Linked DNA regions of Gossypium hirsutum: regions 2 and 3 are each linked to region 1. Evidence: chromatin contacts called from public Hi-C data. All regions are on one chromosome and are shown on one strand. The core of a region is the stretch at or near the end of the contact, and the rest is flanking DNA. Distances in the headings are between cores, read along the strand shown.

Region 1 (4,031 bases), core at 503-3,002:
TTCATTGGGAAGAGGATGGTACCATGTTATTATGCTTAGTTTCGTTGTTACAGTTTTCCTTTTTCTATCATATGATGTAATTGTTGAGACTTAAATGCAAAATGCAGGTGGGAAACCATTATTGGAGCTGAACAGGATTCTGAGGCCTGGGGGATTCTTTGTATGGTCTGCTACACCAGTTTATCGAAACGATGAGAGAGATCGTTATGTTTGGAAGTGTGAGGATACAACTCCCTGGTCTCTGCATGGGGGGAAGTCCAAAATTATTTGCGTTTCCCCTCTTGTTTGTTTTCGCCGTTTTGTTAGTGGAATCTGAATGTGCGATGTTGTTCTGGTATTCTGTATATATTACAGCTATGGTGGCTTTGACACAATCAATCTGCTGGAAGGTTGTGGCTAAACGTGACAATTTTGATTCAACTGAAATTGGGCTTGTAATATATCAAAAGCCTTCCTCATATTCCTGTTATGCACACGACAGAACAAAACGTCCACCATTATGTGATCGGAAAACTAAGAAGGAAGTCTCATGGTAATCTTTTATGATCTAGTATATAATATTATTACATTGCTTACACTCGAAAGGCATGCTTCAACATGTTCACAGCTCTGTGTGCCACTTGTTATGTGTAGGCAGAGTGTTCTGTCCTAAAATAATGTTGGCATAAAAGGTGCTACCCTCTATTTATGTTGAAATTGCTTCTTGAGATTTCTAATTCACAATGACAGGTACAAGCCTCTTAGGCATTGTACTTCCAGACTTCCAGTTGATAGCAACGGTAATTTGCTTGGCTGGCCCTCACCATGGCCCCACAGGCTTAGGAATAAGCCTCAAAGCCTTCCAGCTGAACCGGATGCCGAAGCTATATTCAATGAGGACACCAAACATTGGGCTGCACTTGTATCTGATGTCTACTTTGATGCTCTAGCTATAAACTGGGCTAGTATAAGAAATGTGATGGATATGAATGCTGGTTATGGAGGGTAAGAAATAGAACAATGTTTTTACAGGTTTCTATCATAAAGAAATCTTACAACACTATAGGCAGTGGTTTTACAGGTTTGCGGCGGCACTTAATGAGCTTCCTCTCTGGGTGATGAACGTTGTACCAATTGATGCACAAGATACCTTGTCCATTATTTTCGAAAGGGGCTTGATCGGAATCTATCATGACTGGTGCGAGTCATTGAGTACATACCCTCGAACATATGATCTACTGCATTCCAGTTTTCTCTTCAAAAACCGTAAAGAGAGGTATATAAGTAATGATCTATTGCTCTGATTTGTACTTGAAAAAGAGTGAATAATGTAGAATGGTGATGCAAGATTTTGGACCTGTCTGTCAGATGTAACATTATAGATGTAGCTGTGGAAATGGATCGCATACTGAGACCTGGTGGATATCTGTTACTTCAAGACACCATGGAAACCATTCAGAAGCTGAATCCAGTACTGCGATCACTACAGTGGTCGACAAGTCTTTATGAAGGCCAATTTCTTGTTGGGAAGAAGGGGTTTTGGCGTCCCAAAAACTAAATGCAAGGAACACGGACCAAGGTACTTCAACTCCCACTTTATTCTTCGATTTGCAAGGAAGAAGGATTAGACTTTTGACATTTACCTTCTTTATTTTTTTTTATAATATTTGGTGTAAACCGTATAGAAAAGGTCATCCAATAGAGGGATTTGGACATTTTGTTCTACATCTTTAAAGGAATAAAAAAATATCTACATATTGTTTTTTTTTTTTAATATGAATATGGTTGTGCTGCCTCCCTCACAATTTATTTGTTTTTACTTGATATAAAATTCCTCAAGCGCATCTTATCTTTTTTTTGTTTTTTTAAATACTGATACAATGGTTTAGAATTGATTGGCACAATTTTATTATTTAAAAGCAATTTCTATTTCTTTGTCTGATATAAATTTCTCTTTTCTAAAAGATATTAAAAATATATTTGATAAGGACGACCCATTTTGTCCAAGATCACATGCAAGCTTAAGTGGGAACAATGTGTCAGACAACAACAAATATCGTCCCTAAACAAAGATCACATGCAAGCTAAACAATTCTCAGTCGACACTTCCCTTAATTTCAACTGCTATATCTCTGTTCCTTCACCGCCAATTTACAGCTTGGTTAGTTATTCGCAATAACACATATAAACTTCATCTGCAATGGAAAATTTGGTTGAAATTTCAGAGTCAGAAGTACGCATAAACTTCATTCTCAACACCAAATGCCGTTGTAACCTTGTTTTAAGATCCCTTTGCCCTTCTTCCCCAGTTGCTTTCAAAGTCCAAACTTCTTCACCTCATAAATTCCTGGTTAATCCCCCCAGTGGACTCGTTCCCCCTTCTTCCCATATTGCCCTCCAAATCATCCTTAAACCTCAAGACCGCATCCCCCCCACTTTTCCTCGCTCTCATTCCGATCGTTTCCTCATCAGAACTGCCCCTTTCGACCTCGACTCTTATGGCTCAAATCAGTACGGCTTGGTCAGTTCTTGGCTCTCAACTCGACCCACTCAGGACATCAAGCTCAAGGTCGCCTTTGTTGGGCCGTTTCTTCTCCAACATGCTGTTAGCCGCGGGGACTTTGAGGCAGTGAAGAACATTATCAAGCGGCAGAAATCGGTTTTGTATGATTTATCTACGAAAGAAGCTGAGTCACTCCTCGGAGTCGCGACTCAGTTGGATAACAATTCGGAGAACATGGTGAATTTGCTGCTCGAAGCGGGTTTAAGGATAGGCTCGCGTGAGGATCAAGAAGAAGATGCAAATAACAGCAATGTGGGATTTTATCAGGTGGACCCACGGTGGGAATCGAAAGGATGGAATGAGTTACACGTGGCAGTAGCACTCGATCGGACGGCAGACCTTGAGACGTTGTTAAGGAAGGGGAGACGGGAGACGTTGGATCGGAGAGACAAAGAAGGCAGAACGCCGTTGCTTTTGGCGGCGACTAAGGGAAATATCGAGTGTGCTAAGATGTTGTTAGAATCGGGTGCGGAGAAGAATGCAAAGAGCAATGATGGGAGGACTGCACTTCACAGAGCTGTAGCTAATGGGAACCGTAGGATGATTGAAATGTTGATACAATTGGATGCGGACCCCACAATTTGCGACGATCGTGGCCGTTCAGCTCTTGATAACGCTCGTGATAAGGGGCATGTAAGTAGTTTTGGTTTTTAAAATTTGGCAGGGAATTCCATTTCTCGATCAAAAACTTGGGAATATAAAAAATATAGTTTCATTTGTAATTAACACCTTTGAAAATAATTAATTTTGCATTTATGATTCTATATCGAAATTGTTATATTTTTAGCATTAACAAAACATTTTTATAAAATATACTAATAATCATCTTAACGTCTGGGCACCTTGGAAATTCAATGGAAGCTTTTTAGTGGAAAAGTGAGTTGTTATTGATGATGGCAGGATGAGATGGTGGAGATTATGGAACGTGGAAAGGAAGTGTTGATGGCGGCAAGATGTGGAGACAAGAGGCGGCTGCAATCCCTTTTACAAAATGGTGGTTCCATGAATTTCCAAGACCAATACGGCTTGACACCGCTGCATGTGGCGGCCATAAAAGGCCACACGGATGTGGTGTTGGTGCTTGTAGAAATGGGATTGGACTTGGAACGCCAGGACAATGAAGGCCACACCGCTTTGCATATGGCCGTGGAAGGTGGGGATGTAGAGGTGGTTGAAGCATTGATTGATAATGGAGCCAATGCAAATGCCAAGACCAAAACAGGGGTCTCTCCTCTATACATGGCTAAAATTATGGGTTATGATCATATCTCACAGCTTCTTCTCAACAGAGGAACTTGCTCTTCTCCCTCTTCTGGTTAGGAGGTATTTACCTGAGAAAAATACTTGAATTCAATAACAGCAAACATAGAGATAGAGATAGTTGTGCAGTTTAATTTAGCAATAGAAGTACTTATCCCCAATGGGTTTTTGAAAAAGCTCACAGAAACGGAAACAGAGACCCCAGGGGCTACGACTCACCTTATGTTTC
Region 2 (4,031 bases), core at 686-3,185, 190 kb before region 1:
GAGGAAATGGCTATTACACTTGTAACAGCAGCCAAAATTATCATTACTGCAGACACAATCCGATCTCTTGATGTCGATATGCCATGAACATCCCTGCAATTGTAAAGGGAAAAAGGAAGAGACTTAGCAGGAATGTGTTTAAGGCTACAGGCAATATGAATCCAGCTTATTAGATAGAGATGATACCTAAGAGCAATAGCACCCGGGAAGACAAAAGCAAGGCTGACTGCAGAGGTTGATCCCATAAATTCAAAGAAATACCATATGTTAGGGATGGCTATGGCTGCCAAGTAACAAATGGCTAGCAGAATAAGAGTGAGGGACATGAATCTGGTGTTATCTTTTGCCAGGATAGGCCTACTTGGGAAAAGGAATTCATCAATATTGGCCCTTAATGAGAAGTTTAAGAGGGGAAACACCAGCACTAGGTGAAGGGCATAGCTCAACCGAACTACATCATTGAGTAAAGAACCGAGTGCTGAACCAGAATTTTGGTCGAAATTAACAAGTATATCAGGCATGATCGATTCACCAAAAAGAAGGTATCCGAAGATCCCAACTGTAAAATAGATGGTACCGCAGAGTATCAGTGAAATTCGGACTGCTTTCATCATATCAGAAGGTTTGTCCATCTCTAAACCAATTGGATGAACTGCATTCATTCATAAAAAGAGGCATATTAATGCTAGAACTAGCATGAAAACAAGCACTCATATGAATGCCAGAACGCTCTTACCATTGAAATGAAAAGTGAAAGCTGTTACAATAACCGGGACAGCAGTGAAGAGATCGAAAAAAGAGGCATTGCTGTCCAAGTAAGGCAGCAGTCTCGGGGTTTCGGTTTTCCCTTCGATAAGTGCATGTATTGCCATCACTGAACTGATGGAAACAAACAGCACAGCTAGAAAAACTGCTAATGCAGAACTGAACCTTAATGCATCTGCAAATTCAGGCCAAGTTAACAGATAAGATTCTCGACGACAAACTCAATATCATAACATAAACAATAATTACTCAGTTCTGTATATAAGATAAGAAATCATCTTCATATAGAAACAGGACATATCTTTTGGAGAAAACCTTACCTACACGCCTAAATGAAACCAATGGAAGCATAACGAAAGCAACAATGAAAAGGATTGAAAAGGCACGGGAATTCCACCAGTGAATGCCAAACCATTCTTGTAAAACGCCCAAGTGCACTGATCCTTCAGGTTGATTTCCTGAAAGAACATCCCCTAAAAAGCACAGTACTAAACATCAGAACATTTTATCAATGATCACTCAAATAGCTTCAGACTCTTATCTATAATTACAGAGCTAAGTTGAACTATTCAAATAGATTATGAAACTTATCCACAACCTGTACAACTTACTAGCTGCAAAAGAACTTACCAATAATAATCAAATAAATGATCAAGCAACCAAGATTATTTGTAATGACACATAACTGCACCAGGACAGATCCAATCCGCCCAAACGACTCCTTCATGACACCGGCATAAGTGGTTGACTTCCCAGCATGTGTATACCTCATCAGAAATTCAACCGAGATGTCTGCTAGCCAAGCTATAATCACTATCAACATAAATGCTGGGATTACTCCTAGCACCTTGAGAGTTGCTGGGATTGACATTATTCCAGCACCAATAATGCTAGTTGACACATTGAACACAGCGCTGGAGACCGATGTATGCTTTGCAGGTGGCTTGTTTTCCCCGAGGAGCGGTGCATTTGCACTGGTGATGGCCGAAGAAGACATCCGGTGATGAAGCTTTTTTTTTTCTTCTTCTGGTTAGGATTATCAGTTGTCTTGTTCTGTATTATTGCACATTAATGGAGACAAGGGTAGATAGGAATAAGGGTAGTGAAATGACAAAACTGACATCAGAAAAAAGGAAATGATTTAATATAGGATAATGTAATGAAGGGGGTAAGATGGAATGCCATTTTCAATGAAGATTAGTATTAATAATTGGAGTAGAGAACAGGCTGGATGTGGGGTAATGATGTGTTTGTCTTGTTCCATGAATATGTGGCGAACGGTGATTTGAAGCTGTACGAAATTGAATTTCCTTCATAAAAAAGTGGAGAAATAGTTGTTTCAATCACATGGGACAAAAACTAGTGAAGTGCAAGGAGGTTAAAAAATCATTATCGGCCTTTCAGTAGAAAAACGTGAGACTTTTATAAGAGAAAGAAAATAACAGATCATTTAGCAGCTGATCAAACTTAAAAACAAGTTTTACAGATCAGAAAGGGCCCAATATCTAATTAACTGGAGCCATGGCTATTATTAACATGATTCAGTCACTATCTCTGTTTCTCTCTTAAATAACAATAAATTCAAGTCCCCCTTTGTTCTAAAGCTACAATTTTAAATTTGGTATGGTGAAGTGTAAAGATATGGAATTAGATAAGGACCTGGGTTCCGGCCAAAAAGATATATATTTGTTTTTCCTGTACGTTTGGGGCTGTACAAAGATCTGCAAGCAACAGAATATGGTGAAAGATGTTGATGTTTTCGTTTAATGTTCGGAAGTCCATACTCAATCGGGAAGAGCTCAAGACATGCGCTGCCCAAGTACTGATAACATAAATCAGCTTCTAGCATCTTTACATTTCCCTTGAATTTGCAGCAGTTCATATGCTGCTAATTAAACCTATATCTAAAGTAGACGATCTGGTTCATTGTAATAGCCTAGTCTTAAAAAGATTTTTAAAAAATCAAATAAATTGTTATTATTCTTATCCTACTTTATTTTTCAAATATTTTGAATTTTTCATGTAACTATAAGAAATTATTGGACACATTTCATAGGCTTTCAATGTCGGAGCTTTTTGACTAACCACATGATTTTCAGTTCTATAACTTTGAACTTCATCTACCTTCAATAGTTTATCTTTGTTGACTGACGTCAATTTTTGTTCACTAAAGCCATCCAATAGGGTTTCTTTCTCACTAACCAATCATCCAATCATAGCTATTGGTTCTATGTTAAGAGGTTTGTCTATTGGATGTCATGAATATACTAATCATAACTACGTAACTTACAATGCTACGTTGCAGTTCACATGATCTCCGAAAATATAATATTCACTTATTTCGTTCACCGTTGTAGTAACTCGTAATAAAAGCCCACCATTAAAACACCCTCGGCCACAAAATTCACCTTTTACCCATTAATTGTTCTCGTTTTTTCATCATTATCTATCCAAGATTGTTAATCTATCTGTCATTAACAAGTGGCATAACAACACAGCCTTTGGATTTCAAACATTATTATTTTTTGAATAATCCGTGTGTATTTCTGGAAAAAATTTTATTGGAACTATTTTATAAACCTCCAATTACTTGGATAGATTGATCAGCTTCAAACAGTGCAGGACATTGATATAAACTGGGTTAAGAGCTGTATTCAAGAAGTGTGCAGCTATCCACTTTACAATTAGGCCATTCTTCAACTACCGATGGTAATTAGTTAATACTACCATTTCCATAGGTACCCAAAAGTTGTGCGTTTATTTAGCAGTTTTTATTTTTGTACAAAAAAATATTTTCAGGTTTTCAATGAGGTGGACATTCAGGCTGAAGATGGATCTTTATGGGGTGATTCCGTAGAGTGAGTTCTGTCCTTGAGCTTCATTCTCTACTGGCTTCTTATGAGAAGTTTAGAAGGAACTTTAACTCCCCCACCTGTGTCTAAGAACCTTGATATTAATTCATCACACAACAGTTTTGCAGATGACTCAAGGTACTTTAGGAGAGCGACTTGAGAAAGAACTGATCCTCCATATATACGGCCCAAGTTGTGACTTGGCAAACAAGCATTGGTTAATAATTGTATAGAACTGTTGGAGTTTAGAAGTTGAGAGAACAAAAACAGAGAAAACAAGGAAAAATACTTAGCAGAATTTTTTACTGCTATCAAATTCTCTCATCATCATCTTCATTTCACATGAATTACAATATATATATGGGTGTAGTGTTACAGATAATTCAACAAACTCCACTAAAACACCTTAAAAAT
Region 3 (4,031 bases), core at 520-3,019, 140 kb before region 1:
TATGCGATCTTTCCTTGTTTGAGTGTGTGGTTTTTGTAGTTTTAATTTCTGATTTGGAATTTTAATGTAGATCACTGTGCTTATTTCCACCATTTTAATGGTTTGATCAAATTTGAGACATTTTTCCAGGAGGAAGCTTATATAGAATTTTTGCGCATAAGAAGGGTTCCTCTTCAAGAAAGGAAATGCATAGATGATGTTGCTGATGTTGTTCCTCAGGTAAAGAAAATTTGTATTTTGATAACATCTTTGCTACATGTACTGTATTATCATTTCTTTGTCAATTTTTTTTCTTAAACTTGCTTCAGATACGGTCTGCTGCATTGAAAGACCGTGATGTGATGGAGAAAGGGCTTAGAGCATTTGTTTCCTTTATTCGTGCCTACAAGGAGCATCACTGCTCTTATATTTTCAGGTTCTAACTTTGCTTTGCCTTTTTTTTAATTTGCTGCCGCCTTCTTCTACTCTCTCTGTGTAAATTAATATTGTTATCTGACAGATGGAAAGAACTTGAAATTGGAAAGTTAGGTACAGGATATGGTCTATTGCAGCTCCCTTCTATGCCTGAGGTAAAGCACCATTCGCTTTCCACTGAGGGTTTCACTCCAGTTGAGAACATCAATATGGATGATATCAAGTTTAAGTAAGAACTCTTCAGAATCTCCAACTATGCCTTGTTGAACAGATTAACTGGTTTGACTGGAATTAGTGTGAATGAAATTTCTTAAGTACCTATGCTTCTTTATTTGATTCCTTTTTTGGTAGAAATCCCAACTGATTATAACTTTTTTCCTGGAATCCTATTGGAGGACAAATATGATATCCATGTTAAGAATGATTCAGCTGTTAACCTTTTTCTTATAAAGGAGGCCACAGTTTGTGATAAGGGAAGGAATGTAAGATGGTAGGTTTTGAAACTTAGACCTGCTTGATGCCACTTCTCAGGGTGGCTGCATGAGCCACCTGAATTAAGCTTCAATTGAGCAATTAACATTTTACTTATGGCCTTTAAAGACCAACCTTTTTATCTTCACCAATACCTTGCGCATCTAATGTATCTTCTAGTTGCTAATTATGGTAATTATGTAGGGATAAATCTCGTGAGAAACAGAGGAAAAAAAATTTACAAGCAAAGAAAGAACGAGAGCAACAAGAATCAAAACCTGAGAAGCCCAAAAAGGCCACAAACGCTGCCGCCTCTGTCATGAGGAAGAAAACTGCTAAACAGAGACGTGCTGCCCAAACCATTGAAGATGAAGAGGAATTGACCCGGGAATATCGGCTATTGAAGAAACTAAAAAAGGGGGCTATTGATGAAACTGAGTTTGCAAAGTTGACAGGAACTGAAGATTTAGTTTGAACTTTCAAGTATGTAGTTTTGCAGGGTTTGACTTGCCCTTTCCCTTTCTGAATGAAGAGCTTGAAGCTTACGATCGTTACTTTTTCTAGAAGACCAATTCTTTACAGCTCTTTTAACAATGGATTTTCTGGGAAAGTACAGTTTTGGTGCTCAAGTGATGGAAAGTAGTCGCGCAGCATATTGATATGTCTGAATTTATATAATTGTTCCAATCTCTGAATTTTGTTTATTTCACATTTTATTTTGTTGATTCAGTCACAACTATTGTAATGTGTATGTTAGGGGCACCAGATTTATACATTTGATTTTAGAGTGTTAGTGATTAAAAAAAATAGAAGCAGAAAGAGTTTTACTTTTACCTACCTAAGTAGTAAGTACCTCTTTGACGTGAGTTTAATCATTAGTCATTGATAGATCGAACAGTGAAGATGCCAAGTAATTTTTTAGAAAAAGGCAATCAATCAATGTGCTATAAAAGGCAGCAGCTATCCATCTTTAACTTCCGATGCTTTATTTCCTATGGTCAAACAAACTAACTAACATGATGGCACCTTGAAATTTAGCTTTCAAACTCACATCACATGTTCGCCCAAGTCAATGCTTCGCCTCCTACTCTATTTTCTCCGTCTCTTTATAACCCGTAGAACTCTCTTATATCTCCACAATTTCTTCACTTCAATCCTCAAACCCATCACCAATCTCATCGCAAAAATCATGCCCAATCAATCCGATGACCACAACTCCGATCCCCCACCACCACCCTTCGACCCATCAAAGCCCTCCATTCCCATCTCTTACCCCATCAACTCCCTTGAAGACCTTGACTCCGCTTCTTACTTTACTTCTTTTCACTACCCTTTTAATAAATCCACTGTTCCTCTCCATCCCCCAATTCAGCTTTGCCTCCAAGGCCCAGGCTTTTGGTTTGCCATGACATGCAAGGTGGCTACGTCGATGATAAGTGGATCCAGGGTGGCCATAATTCCGGCGCTTACTCCATCTGGCACTGGTATTTGATCGATGTTTTTGTTTATTTTTCTCATAATTTGGTCACCCTGCCTCCTCCTTGTTGGACCAATACTGCTCATAGGCATGGAGTTAAGGTCAGTTCCCTCATTGGAACCTTTTTTTTTTTCTGATTGAAAAGTATTTAATTCGGCTTATTTCAAGTGGAATAATGGTGGGTTCAGCTGACTCAATTGATAAAGCCAGGCGATGTTTGAATTTATGATTTTTCTTTCTAAATGTTTATATTGCTTAAGTAAAGAAATGGGTTTAGGCTAAAAGAAAGGTTCCTTATCTCCATTGGGCCTTAAAAAGAGCTCTAGTTAACTATAATTGCTTTCTTATGAACAGTTTGCTTAAATTGCATTAACAACTGCGATAAATTTTAATGATCTATAGAAAAGCACAATCTTTTTCTTTCCGCTCAATCAAGAAATGGTTTCTGCTCCTTTTCCGGTGTAGCTCATGTGTTATGGTGATCCAGCGTGTTTTGAAAGCTTGTTTCGTTTTCTTTGGATTATGGGATTTTAGAGACTAAAGGAAACTTTATATATGTTTTTTGCCTGTGTCTGTGGAATCTAAGGTATTGGGGACATTTATCACAGAATGGGATGAAGGCGCAGCTATTTGCAAGAAGCTGCTTTCCACAAAAGAGTCTGCTCACAAGTATGCTGAACGCTTGGCCGAGCTCGCTGTTGCTTTAGGCTTTGATGGATGGCTGGTATGTGCTACACAACAATCAAAAAGCTCAGCACATACACACATACACCATGTTACATACAAAGATGCTAAGTTTTTAGGACAAGGAAAGATGAAATTAAGAGAATGTTTGATTCTATTTTGGAGGAAGCATGGCAGTTAGATCATATAAATAAGAGTTCTTCCTTATGTCACTCTAATGTATGGGATCTTCATATATTGGCTGTCCTGTCTCAACAAATTAACCAAGGAAAGCTTCCTTGCAGCTCAATTTGGAGGTTAAAGTGGACATCGGGCAAATTCCTAATCTGAAAGAATTTGTTGGCCATTTAACTCAGACTATTCACTCCTCCCTTCCTGGATCTTTGGTTATATGGTTTGTGAAAAGGAGAAGCCGTGATTTAATTATGCAACATTTTTTGAAGTGTATTAAAATTTTGTCTGATTAAACTTGTTGTTGACACAGGTATGACAGTGTGACAATTGATGGAGAACTTAGCTGGCAAAATCAACTGAATGAAAAGAATAAACCTTTCTTTGATATTAGTGATGGAATCTTCATTAACTATACATGGAAGGTATTTCCTTTAACTTTACCATCCATATGAACCTTAATTTTATCTTTTTGTTACATGTAAAACCTTTTGTATACCTTGCAGGAGGACTATCCTAAGCTTTCAGCAAGAGTTGCTGGTGATAGAAAGTTTGATGTCTATATGGGGATAGATGTATTTGGAAGGGGAACATTTGGTGGTGGCCAATGGACTGTATGTTTCTTACAAATCTTACAATAGTGTTTCTTGCATATAGATATATATATATATATCCTTAATTTGGCTTTTTGGTTGGTTTCAAAAGTCAATTTGGAACCTTACAGTCTTAACATTTATGATTAGCATTTTTAATTTTGATGATGTTTTATTCATAAAGATGTTGATCTCATATCAATATTTCAGAAACTAGATGT

Evidence for each region. A called contact is a pair of places that touch in the nucleus more often than the background predicts.
Region 2: a Hi-C map of leaf shows a contact between it and region 1, with 1.9 times the contacts expected there. The contact joins the promoter of LOC107955210 here to the promoter of LOC107955201 in region 1. A contact is called at or near these places in 3 of 34 Hi-C or Micro-C datasets (all in leaf).
Region 3: a Hi-C map of hypocotyl shows a contact between it and region 1, with 4 times the contacts expected there. The contact joins the promoter of LOC107955207 here to the promoter of LOC107955201 in region 1. A contact is called at or near these places in 8 of 34 Hi-C or Micro-C datasets (callus, hypocotyl, leaf and 1 more).

What each region holds. Positions count from the first base shown.
Region 1 is chrD04:14,060,758-14,064,788 of Gossypium_hirsutum_v2.1, reverse strand. LOC107955201 (protein VAPYRIN) reads left to right here and starts at 1,752. Exons shown (of 2, transcript XM_016890929.2): 1 at 1,752-3,175; 2 at 3,443-4,031. The coding sequence starts at 2,180. The coding sequence ends at 3,862. It overlaps LOC107955200 (probable methyltransferase PMT23), which reads left to right. Exons shown (of 8, transcript XM_016890928.2): 3 at 1-18; 4 at 108-218; 5 at 355-532; 6 at 730-984; 7 at 1,061-1,255; 8 at 1,348-1,751. The coding sequence ends at 1,537. It overlaps LOC107955202 (a long non-coding RNA gene), which reads right to left and starts at 1,612. Exons shown (of 3, transcript XR_001699851.2): 1 at 1,036-1,612; 2 at 568-936; 3 at 1-463.
Region 2 is chrD04:14,251,106-14,255,136 of Gossypium_hirsutum_v2.1, reverse strand. It overlaps LOC107955210 (amino acid transporter AVT6C), which reads right to left and starts at 1,935. Exons shown (of 5, transcript XM_016890940.2): 1 at 1,396-1,935; 2 at 1,086-1,238; 3 at 737-940; 4 at 187-652; 5 at 1-93. The coding sequence starts at 1,762.
Region 3 is chrD04:14,199,899-14,203,929 of Gossypium_hirsutum_v2.1, reverse strand. It overlaps LOC107955207 (cytosolic endo-beta-N-acetylglucosaminidase 1), which reads left to right and starts at 1,769. Exons shown (of 10, transcript XM_041092020.1): 1 at 1,769-2,252; 2 at 2,255-2,463; 3 at 2,949-3,086; 4 at 3,331-3,440; 5 at 3,531-3,642; 6 at 3,724-3,831. The coding sequence starts at 1,958. LOC107955206 (DEAD-box ATP-dependent RNA helicase 18) reads left to right here. Exons shown (of 11, transcript XM_016890936.2): 8 at 130-219; 9 at 309-415; 10 at 500-643; 11 at 1,090-1,718. The coding sequence ends at 1,360.